Regions from separate parts of the Zea mays genome. Here all the other regions are linked to region 1. A link is a contact called in public Hi-C data. All regions are on one chromosome and are shown on one strand. The core of a region is the stretch at or near the end of the contact, and the rest is flanking DNA. Distances in the headings are between cores, read along the strand shown. Region 1 has its middle 15 kb from the start of LOC100281558. Region 2 holds the start of LOC100501779 (Pentatricopeptide repeat-containing protein chloroplastic). Region 3 holds the start of LOC100276657.

What was found. Hi-C and Micro-C count contacts between places; a contact is called where the count stands out from the background.
Region 2: a contact with region 1 is called in a Hi-C map of leaf, with 2.0 times the contacts expected there. The contact joins the promoter of LOC100501779 here to the enhancer-like site in region 1. A contact is called at or near these places in 4 of 25 Hi-C or Micro-C datasets (ear and leaf).
Region 3: a Hi-C map of leaf shows a contact between it and region 1, with 4 times the contacts expected there. The contact joins the promoter of LOC100276657 here to the enhancer-like site in region 1. A contact is called at or near these places in 2 of 25 Hi-C or Micro-C datasets (ear and leaf).

Annotation. Positions count from the first base shown.
Region 1 is chr6:152,565,426-152,569,072 of Zm-B73-REFERENCE-NAM-5.0, forward strand. No RefSeq gene overlaps it. Among protein-coding and RNA genes, the nearest start is that of LOC100281558, 15 kb to the right of the region's middle. Within about 2 kb of position 1,641, at least 13 of the 20 cell types and tissues checked have an H3K27ac peak or open chromatin away from gene starts, as enhancers often do. A contact at or near this core is called in leaf, where this site is marked.
Region 2 is chr6:152,468,116-152,471,762 of Zm-B73-REFERENCE-NAM-5.0, forward strand. It overlaps LOC100501779 (Pentatricopeptide repeat-containing protein chloroplastic), which reads right to left and starts at 1,841. Exons shown (of 2, transcript NM_001196439.1): 1 at 1,130-1,841. The coding sequence starts at 1,828.
Region 3 is chr6:152,637,651-152,641,297 of Zm-B73-REFERENCE-NAM-5.0, forward strand. LOC100276657 reads right to left here and starts at 2,093. Exons shown (of 3, transcript NM_001349453.1): 1 at 1,830-2,093. The coding sequence starts at 2,018.

The DNA.
Region 1 (3,647 bases), core at 391-2,890:
AGAAATTGTACTAGATAAGGATACATATCGCCTTAACTAAGTCTATCTAGGACTCTTAGTTCTATCTTTATGTGTATGTTTTCCTTATCATCCAGACTCTACCATATTACATGGATGTCAACCTTACCATATTACATGGATGTCAACCTTGTCTACTGATTCTGATAAGATTTCACGCCTCTGCCTTTCTTGGATGGTCATGGTATCTTCCTCTCATGTTGGCTGAGTCCTGTAAGAGCACGACCAAGTGCCTGGTCCTGCCTGTCAGGGTCTTATACATTAAGATGTCCTTGAGTAATCCTGGTATATATCCTTTACATACCTTTGATCCCACTTGGGCTAACACTGTATGAGGAATGAAAACGTAATATAGACATAATTGATGTAGTTGTGTAGTGGTAAAGGAGGTTATGCGTGAGAGAGATTGCGTGTTCGAATCTCACCATTAACAAAACATGTAAATTTAATTCAAAAAATGGTAAAAAAATCATAGGGCGATGGGTATGGTAATGTAGTGGGTTGGTGAGTTCTTATAATTTAAAAAATGTTTTGCTATTTTTTGGGGAGCTTTTGTGATTTTTAATTTGTCGAGTGTTTTTTTTGCTGAGTAACCGAAAAAATATTCGGCAAAGAACCATTTGCCGATAAAATATTTGCCGATTATTTTTTTGCCGAGTTTGGTAGTGAGGTTCGGTCGGAATGGGATGATTGCCTCGAGTGCAAGGCGTAAATAGATTTGCATGCAAACCAACTCAATCAGGATTTAGTAAACAAATACTCACTATGTCCTAAAATATGTGCATATATATAATTATAAACACACATTTAGATGGACCAAAAAACGAACATAATTAGCTAGCTCTTGCCTATGTTATACCCATACTCGTACTGATCATCGACGGTGTGTCCTGGCGTTTATAGTCTTGTCTTGTTCTTTGGCGATGTGGTGGTGACACCGCGACAGGAATTAGATATTTGGATGTATTCTGTTTTGAGTCCTGAATTAGAAACTGGCTTACGTGAGTTGGTCAGCAGCCACTTCTGGCTTATCCGCTTATGTTACGTGAGTAAGGTAGCAGAGATTAGGTTGACCGCTTACATGAGCGAGCTAGCAGGTCGTAGGGACAAACCAAGCGAACATTATTTAGACTCTATAATCAAGATAATCATACAAAAATTACAAGTAAGAGGATTGAAGTCACTCTATGAATACTTTAAGACATAGACTCAGAAAAGCACTATACACCATCTAATCAAATTTAAGAAATAGATTCGAATAGTTCGATTCATGAAAAAAAAAACCAAAACGACTTGGAATTCCTCCCGGTATCTCTTGAGTATGTCTCGTCTTGTCGTCGTCACTTTTAATTTTGCGCGTGGGCGCTCCATGCATGCCATGATTGGCGACGAACCCTAGCCCGCGCGCCCCCGTCCGTCGCCGAAACAGAGTAAACTTCGCCCTAGCAAAAGCTTTTTTGCCGCGAGCTCAGCGTACGTCTCCCGTACTTGTCTTCTCCGTGAAAAACCAACCGATGCTCTTTTGAGCAAAAATCTAATGTGAGAACGCGACGGTTTGTCGATTCTGACGAAGATGCTACCGATCGAGGTGAGAGAATGGGACAGTTGGAGGTCGGCAAAATTCAGCTAGGGGCAGGACAGGAGATGGTGTCTCCACTTGACTACTTGAGGCTAGCATACCCCACATGATGTACAATTTTACAAATATTAAAGTTCAATATAAAAAAGAGTTCAGTTAGGCGGCAACGCAATCAATCAGTCGGCCCGCAAACTGCGTTCATTTTGTAGGACCACGACAGTTTTTTTGTTTTTTTATTTTTGGGAAACGGATCACGACAGTATTGATTAGCCTCATAGTTTGATTCATCAGCAAGCTTCCGAGAAGATGAAGAGAAGAAGCCATGCGCACGTCGCCATTGGCAACACAAGTTGAGGCAGGTCGCCCTTATGCTATCTTCACCTATTTCCTTCCCTATTTCAAACTTACCTTAGTGTCAAACGGTGTTATCTACAGTTTCATGTCCTCTATTTTACAACTCCACTGGGGACGGTCTTAGTACATGAGCCCTTGGATTTTGGTACAAGAGACAGCTAAAAGGTTGTTTGGTTCCCTCTAAAATACCAAACAAAGTGATTAAAATATATTCTAGTTTAGTCACTTTTAGTCCCTAAAATATCAAACAGAGTGACTAAAGTAAGTCTTCTAAATAGGATTTCTAGGGACTAAATTTAGTCCATAAAATTTAGGAGGGTGACTAAAGAGATCAAACATCACGTAAGAGACTGCATGATATAACATTGCGTCCCTAGATCATTAATGCAGTTAAGACACATATATATAGATAGTCGTGAAGATATGGTCTTTTCGTGAAGAGACTACCTTTTTTCACTTAACCCTGAGGGCATGTATAACCCTGAGCCTTTGGTTCGGTTTTCTAAATACAAGATATAGCTAAGAGATTATGTATTACAACCCTGAGCCCCTATATCATAAATACAGTTAAGACACAATATACATAGAGAATCGTGTAGAGACAGACTTTTGAATTTTTTTCACTTAGCCTCCTAGAGACCCCTCAAGATACTCTTATTTTATTGAGTTGTACAATCCCTAAAGACCCCCTGTCAGCGTTTCGAGACAGGGGGGTCCCTAAGCCGACGAGTGAGTGTGCTGCGTGCCCCAGCCCAGATGGGTCAAGCGCGTGGGCGAGCGCGAAGGGGGGAGAGGCGAGGTGGTCGGAGTCGAGTGTGAGAGAGGTGGAAGTCCCGCGGCCTTCGTGTTCGTCCCGCGCCCAGGTCAGGTGCGCTTGCAGTAGGGGGGTTACAAGCGTCCACGCGGGTGAGGGAAGCGAGCGGCCCCAAGAGAGCGCCTGTCCCGTCCTCGGTCCCGCGCGGCCAACCTTTTCTGAGAAGGCCCTGGTCCTCCCTTTTATAGTCGTAAGGAGAGGATCCAGGTGTACAATGGGGGGTGTAGCAGAGTGCTACGTGTCTAGCGGAGGGAGAGCTAGCGCCCTAGGTACATGCCAATGTGGCAGCCGGAGAGATCTGGGCACCCTGCTGGCGTGATGTCGTGGCTGTCGAAGGTGCGGCGGAGCCTGGCGGAGGGACAGCTGTTGGAGCGGTCGAGTCCCTGCTGACGTCGTCCTGCTTCTGTAAGAGAGCTGGGGGCCGCCGTCGTCATAGAGCTTGTGGAGCGCCATCATTGCCCCTCCGGCGGAGCTGGTCGGATGAGACGCCGGTCTTGTTCTCCGTGACCCGAGTCGATTCGGGGTAGGATGATGATGGCGCCTCCTGTTGACGTGGCGGTCTGTGCCCTAGGCAGGGCGACGTGGGGGTTCCTCCGAAGCCGAGGTTGAGTCTGCCTTCTGTTGCCGTGGCCGAGCCCGAGCCAAGGGGTCGGGCGAGGCGGAAGTCGTTCGGCCGAGGCCAGGGCGGAGTCCGAGCCCTGGGGTCGGGCGAAGCGGAGTTCCGTCGTCTTCCGGGTGTTAGCCCGAGTCCGAGCCCTGGGGTCGGGCGGAGCGGAGTTCGCCGTCTTCCGGGTCTTAGCCCGAGTCCGAGCCCTGGGGTCGGGCGGAGCGGAGTTCGCCGTCTTCCGGGTCTTAGCCCGAGTTCGAGCCCTGGGGTCGGGC
Region 2 (3,647 bases), core at 591-3,090, 97 kb before region 1:
AGCGCGGGAATACCATCGTTGTCAGGCCGGCGCCAGATGAAACCGAACATGCGCTATTCGGGCCCTGAGTGGCAGTAGGTGGTGGCCCAAGAGGCCTTATCAGATATATGTGTAACCAGAGAGAGGGAGATGGACATGAACATTTCTGTAATTCTGAACTAAGAACTAATATATCTCTGACTCTATCCCACTCTATCCTTGCTTCTTCTCCATGGGACCGCACAGCGTTGAGAGGCTGCTAACAAAAACATTGCCCCAGAATTATCTGGTCATGAACAAGTTAAATGGAACAAATACCCTAGTCCTTGGTACACCAAATATAGACCAACTAGTGCACTTGATGTCATAGATAAACACAGGGAGGGCTTGGCCTATAGCAAATATAGACCAACTAGAAGCATTTAGCAATAAAATGGAAGGAATCCTTAGAATTTTGCCAAATGACATAGGGGCAAAGTAAACAATTGATAAATGAATGAGGCATGGGCGCATAATTGCTAGATAATTAATTCATTGTTTATACTTGATAGGATGATACACATGTTGATTTTTTAATTTTAATACAGCTAATAGAGATATATAAAACTAAGTTACATATAAATAAACAATTACATATGTGAAACGTGCTGACTACATTATAGCAGCACCCATGTGCTGGCAACTACCATGAAAGAGTCAATTAGGAACACATGATATCTTAAAAAGATTTAATAGGGTTCAACCACCAATATGAGTAGTCTGCTGCAAACAAAGATCACTTTAAACTTTGAAGTGCCACATACACATGCCTTAATTTATAAAGGGTGAGACCGTGAGAGACAAAGCTTGTCATATACTAACACCTCAATACAGCTGGTGGTCTGGCAACAACTTACTCGAAGGTACCATCACATACACGACAAGTTTAGAAATCAGAACTACAGGGCAACAAGCAGAAATCAAGTTGAACATTAGCACATCAGAATCACAAGAACTTTTTAATAAAACGACCCAATAGTAGTCATTTTGCAGTAGCAAGAAGTAAATCAGGACCAGTAATCGCACAAAGTTAATGGTTGAGACAAAACAATGGAAAAATCAAATTAAAACGGGTAAGAACTGCAGGAAATGTGAAATGGGGCCTCTTTACCATCATCTTCCAGGCGAGGTAGCCAACGGGCCCTCCCCGCTCACCATCGCCACTGGCAGAGCTGTGCTCCCCTCCCGCGCCGGCTCCGAGTCCCCCTCTCCTGAGCACGTCTCTGACAAACTCGACAGCTAGCTCCTTCTCCCCGCGGTCCCAGTAGAGCGCGACGGCCTTCTCCACGAGGCTGAACCCGGGCCGCAGCCCGACGCAGTCCATCTCCCCGAGCAGCGCAGCAACGTCGGCGACGTCCCCGCCGGCCCCCACGAGGCGCTCGATCCAGCCGCAGGCGATGGCGGCCATGAGCTCCATGGTCTCCCCGTCGACGCGGTTGGCGCGCCGGAGCCAGTCAAAGACCTCGAGCGCGCAGTAGGTGTCGCGCCCCTCCTGCGCGAAGTAGACGAGCACCAGCTGCAGCTCCCGCGGGGACAGCGCCGCGAGCGGAGCCTCGTCGGCTGCGACGGATGCTGGCTCGCGCTCCAGGTGTTCGATGGCTGCAGCGAGGAGACCGTCGGGCGCGGGCATGGTGGCGGGGGAGAGGGACGGCGCCACGGCATGGTCGAGGCGTAGGGAGCGCGGGGGCGGCGGGGGGCGGGGGGAGACAGACGACGCGGGGAATCGCCGGGAAGAGGAGCGAGTGGATTGGGGAAAGGTGCCGACGGCCGCCGCCGCAGCAGCGGTGGTGGCGTGGGAAGAGAGCGCCATGAGTAAGGGATGGGGAAGGACTAGGGTTGAGAGGAGGGCATGGGATGGGAGTGAGGCGGAGGATTTTGAGGCTTCAGTATGGATGTGTGGGGAGGAGAAGGGGCGACGTGGCCCAAGCCAAGGAAGGGAGGGCTGAATGCCGACGGCGACTGGGGCGGGGGAGAGGAAGGGCAGATGAGTGTCCTGGCCTCCGGGGATAGCCACGTGCAGTACCACCCAGTACCTCACTGAATTCGGATGGGTCTGTAGACGGAATGGATGTTTGGGTTTCTCTAAAATTCCGGGTTTGGTTGCACGTCTAAACTGCTATGTTAAAGCTTAGCATATTGCCATATCTGCGGTCTGTCTAAGGTCATGTTTGGTTTCAATTAATCCTAAGACTAAACTTTAGTCTCTATTTGTTTGGTTCTAGAACTAATTAGATTCTAAACACTACAAAAAGGCTAAAATACCCTTGCCTGTAACACAAAGCCACCTGCTATCTGCGCTATTCAAGCCACCTGCTATCTACTGCATGCATACACGCCTGGTGCAAATACTGAAATCGCCTCTGCGCTATTCAAGCCACCTGCTATACACGTCTGGTGCAGATACAGATACACAAAGCAATATACACTACAGTAACCATTTCGATCTTCTTTAATATTTCGATCATGAAAGCACAAAGCAATATTTATTACAGTGAACATTACAGTAAACATTTCAATCATGAAAGTACAAAGCAATATTTATTACAGTGAACAATACAGTAAACATTTCGATCACGAAAGCACAGACAAAGCACAAAGCACAAGAAGCAGTGCATTTCTGTAATATTTATTACACACAAAAACATTACAGTTTGTTGAACAAGCCATCTGCTATCCAATCACGAAATTGATTCATATTCCGATCTTCTTCACCTTGTACTGAACCTGCTACTTGTTCTTGTTCTTGTGTACTCGACTCACCAACTTCAGGCACATAATTTTCATCATGGTCACACAACTCAAAATCCTTATCTCCCAAAAAACTCTCCCTAATGAAATTGTGAAGTGCCATACACCCCATAATTATTCTACTTTGTTTTGCCATAGGATATCTAGGGAGATCTAATAGAGTCCTCCATTTCATTTTCAAGACACCAAATGACCTTTCAATTACATTTCTAAGTGAAGAATGTGCATAATTAAAAGTTTCTTTTCTACCTCTTGGCATTGGACCTTGACGAAATTCAGGAAGATGGTATTTTGTACCTTTGTATGGAGCAAGATAGCCAATACGATTTGGATACCCCGAGTCCACAAGATAGAATTTCCCTTCTGGAGGATGTGGAAACCTATCTCCATATTTTCCAATTGCATCTTTGAAAACTCTCATGTCATGAACTGATCCTGGCCATCCAGCCACAACAAAAGTAAACCTCATATCAAAATCACAAACGACCATGACATTCTGTGAAGTGTACCCATGTCTTCCAGTATGTTGAACTACTTTGGTAGTAGGAACCACAACTGGGATATGTGTGCCATCAATGGCTCCAATGCAATTGTCAAAGAAAGGGCTAAATCTAGGTGACTGCAACCTTGGATGAACACATGTAAACTCAGGATCTACTGGCCTAATGATGTCTGCTGCCAGTTTGTTTACACTATTTAAAACTTTGTCAAATTTTCTACTACATGTTTCTAGTGACCTACAAAAACGATCTTCTGCCTGCCGAAATGACTAAGGAGCACCGCAGATCCATAAAAATAGACCCAATGCCTCTAATGATGACATTCGTCTAGTGCTTGTCAGCCCATAACATTCAACAAGCACACTATGCAATTTATCGAAC
Region 3 (3,647 bases), core at 843-3,342, 73 kb after region 1:
TATGTGTGATGTGATCTAGGTCTCTAAGTTTGCCTTGGGTGCAAGCATTGGTCCCAACAGGCTCTGACCCACATGCGCCTGAGATGACAAGCTGACTGGGTTTTGATATGGACCCGACACCAAGTGTCACCGTCACTCTTCTCTTTCTCAAAGCCTCTTCCTTCCCAAATCTGGTAAAGGTGCCCACCACAGCGGTCCACCCATGTGGCCAAGGCCAAGAGTGGAGGTGCTAATTTGGTGCCCAAGGGATGATTTAGTGGCCGAGGCCTATCGAGGCAACGGTGGACAAGGCAGCAAGGAAGCGGCAGAAGAAGACACAAGAGAGAGGGCCCGCTATGCACGGGGGCCTGCCATCGCCAGTACGCTGCTCAGCAAGATCGGGAGCTCAAGAGAGATCAAAGCCCATTTGGACCAATTCTAGCACCCGTGACAAGTTCAAGAACCCATATGACATTGTTGTACAAGTTTGGCGGTGTTTGGGATGGCTCCAGGTTCCAGCCCCAGTATGGAGTTGTAGTTTATAATATCAATTTAATTAGTTTTAAAAATATTTTTAATTTAAATAATAAACAAAATGGCTTATCTAAATGTCTTTTAAAGGCTTACAGCTCCAGCTCCACGATTTTCTGGAGCACCTAATGACCTGCTCCACCAACTCCACCAAATTTGTTGGAGCTGGAGCTATCCCAAACAAGGCATATCAAAATTTAAGAGTTGGAGACCAAATGACACCGGGCAAGTTCAAGGACCATTTGTGAAATTATATTTCACAAGTAAAATAGTGATTTTTCACCTAAACTAAACCCAGATTCACATATCCATGGAAAGTAGATAATGAACAGATCTACCAAAAGAACTACAGGTTGAGAGAGAGTCGAAGCAATGTAAGCCAGTTATTGTTAGTAGCAAAATAAACAGCAATGAACAGAACAACCTTTACTTTTTTAGAAAATAGGTTAGCCCGCTTTATTGATCATAAAACATTCACAAATGTTAATTTCCAAGCATAACAGCACGTCTGCCACAAAACAATGCCTAAAGGCCGATGCTGTCAATTATAACAGAAGACAAGTCAGAACAACTTTTATGCCAATCAACCTTAAGCTCCAAGGAATTGCAAACAGGATGCAACCACAAACATAAAGTTAACAACAAAAAAAAACATATAATTTCCTCACCCAGTAAAAAAGCACAAGTGCATGCTACACCTATGCAGCACTAACAAGCCACGGGTTGTGCTCAAAACTGAGAAACAATTGTCAGTGTCAGCAGATTGCATAGAAGGCCAAGAAAAGCAGCAGATGACCAGTCTGGAAGTACAAAAGCTTGTTGAAACCCACTGGATGGTAGTATCTTACCCGCAAACAAAGCGACTTAAGGCTGGATCTGAATCACTGGGATAGATTATGATGAGATCTAGTAATATTAGTGTTGGATCTGCCAAAAAAACAGCTTTACCATACACTGTTTTTTTCAGCCAGGAAGAGAAACAAAGTTCCCATACACTGTGTTTCTGTTGTGGTTTAATCAAGAAACAGGGGGTCCCTTAATCTTTTTTTTAGAAACGACTCAAAACTCTCTCATCCAGGAAGCAAGTCCACATATTAAAACCCCTACCATTTAATCTCGACTTAATCAGGTAAACCCAGTACCAGCAGTCCCTTAAGATCGTCCAAACAGAAAAATCATCCCTATGAAAAGGAGAAAATTATAATAAATTAAACTAAACAAGGAAGTTGAATCGAACCCCCATCTACCTAGCACAGACGACTGCACAAGTAACCTGAATCAAAAGAGAATTCATTTTTAAACGAGGTGCATTGCTATACCTTATACTCGTTCTTGGGGGTTCCATAACCCGAGAAGAACATCTGCGCTACAAGCACTTGGTTGGCGACGTCGCCTTTGCGCGCCTCCTTGTACGCGTCCTGGAACCAGCGCTGGACGCAGTCGCCGACCACCTCCGCCAGCGGCTTCCGCTCGCACTCCAGCCCGCCCACTTCATTGGCGCCCACCATCGTTTCGGTTCGTCTCCGGCGGCAAGGGCTTGGGGCCTTCCTCCCAGAGTGCCGCAGCCGGCAGCCGACGACGGGTTGGGGAAAAAAATAAAGGATAAGAAGCAACGAGGCGCGAGGCGTGAGGCGCGGAAAATACAAATAGGCGACGAGCCAGGGGCGTTCGTGTAAATTGCAGTGCGCTTGGCTTTGGTTTTCGCCCTTTCTTTACAAAGGCTATTCTCAGTCATGGTTTTATAGTTTTATGCACACTGTGACATACTTCCTCGGTTTCAAAATAATATTTGTTTTAGCACTTGATTTTTATATCTATATTCAAACAGATGATAATAAATATAGACATATATACAAAACACATACATTAAATATTATATGAATCAATTAATTCTTTAAAACGAATTTTAATTTACGGCAGAGGGAGTACCATTTTTTATAATATAGCATGTATTAAGAGGATTGGATTTCATTAGATAAAATTAGTTTTATGAGGATGAAACTATGCCAACTTGTTTTCAAGGTCTTAAAAATCGTGTGAAACCTCCATTAAAAATGATTTATTTCATCATCACATATTTTATTACTTTCTATTGGTCATTGAGTTGCATCATTTAATTGATATGTTAGTCTGTAAAATAGTGAAGTAATTTTGTATTAAGAGACATTGTTTTATTTTTAGTTTTTCAAATGATATGACAGTGTTGCAAAGAGTGCTACAAACTTATCATTGAAAATAGCTTAACTTGTTTGCGCTTTGCACGATGTGTTTACCTATTTAAAAGACTGTTTTTTAATACATAGGAGCAGCAAAATATATAGATACATATAAAGGTGATAGAATTATCTAAATAGACAATTAGCCACAGTAGTAGAACAATTCGGTCTACAAATGTAACACCATTAGCAATATAGACACATTCAAAGTTTTAGATCGATGATCTTAAGGATAACATAATCAAAGTAATAGTTCTGTTGTGTGTATTAAATGCATTTAAGGTTAATTTACTATTATCCATATCATGGATAGCAAATATGCATATTTAAAAGGCGGCAATGATGGTCTGCAGTAGGATCGATGCATAATTAATAGAAAATAATGGGGAGGGGGACATATCTTCTATGCATCACCTTCGTGGCAAGATGGTATGCAGTAGGATTTGTGTGATCGTGTGCAGTGCTACAACATTGCTTTTTGGCATCATCTGTTTCTGAGAATTTGACACGGTTGACTGATTTGCGACAAAGTTGTATGACACTGGTGTATTTTGAATTCCCACGTTTTTCCTTAACCATTTTAACATATGTATGTTTTGTGTACTTATTCATAATGTTGTGCAAAGGGAGCACTTTTATAATATTTTATTGTTTTCAGATCTTGACAACCTTTCTATTCTCAAAGTACTTTGGCCTCTCAGCCTTCTTTTGTAAGATATTACTGAGTCTTACATGCTTCCTTCTCCTATGATCAGGTATATTCTCGTTCTCTGTAATGGGATCATCATTTTAATGTTCCTTTTATGGATCATAGGTATCTTCTAAGCTTGGTATGTCAATTGATTTCTGCATAATTAAAAAATATTGAATGTTGACAAGTGCTACCTATAATTGAGTGAAGTATGAAACAACTGGAGAATA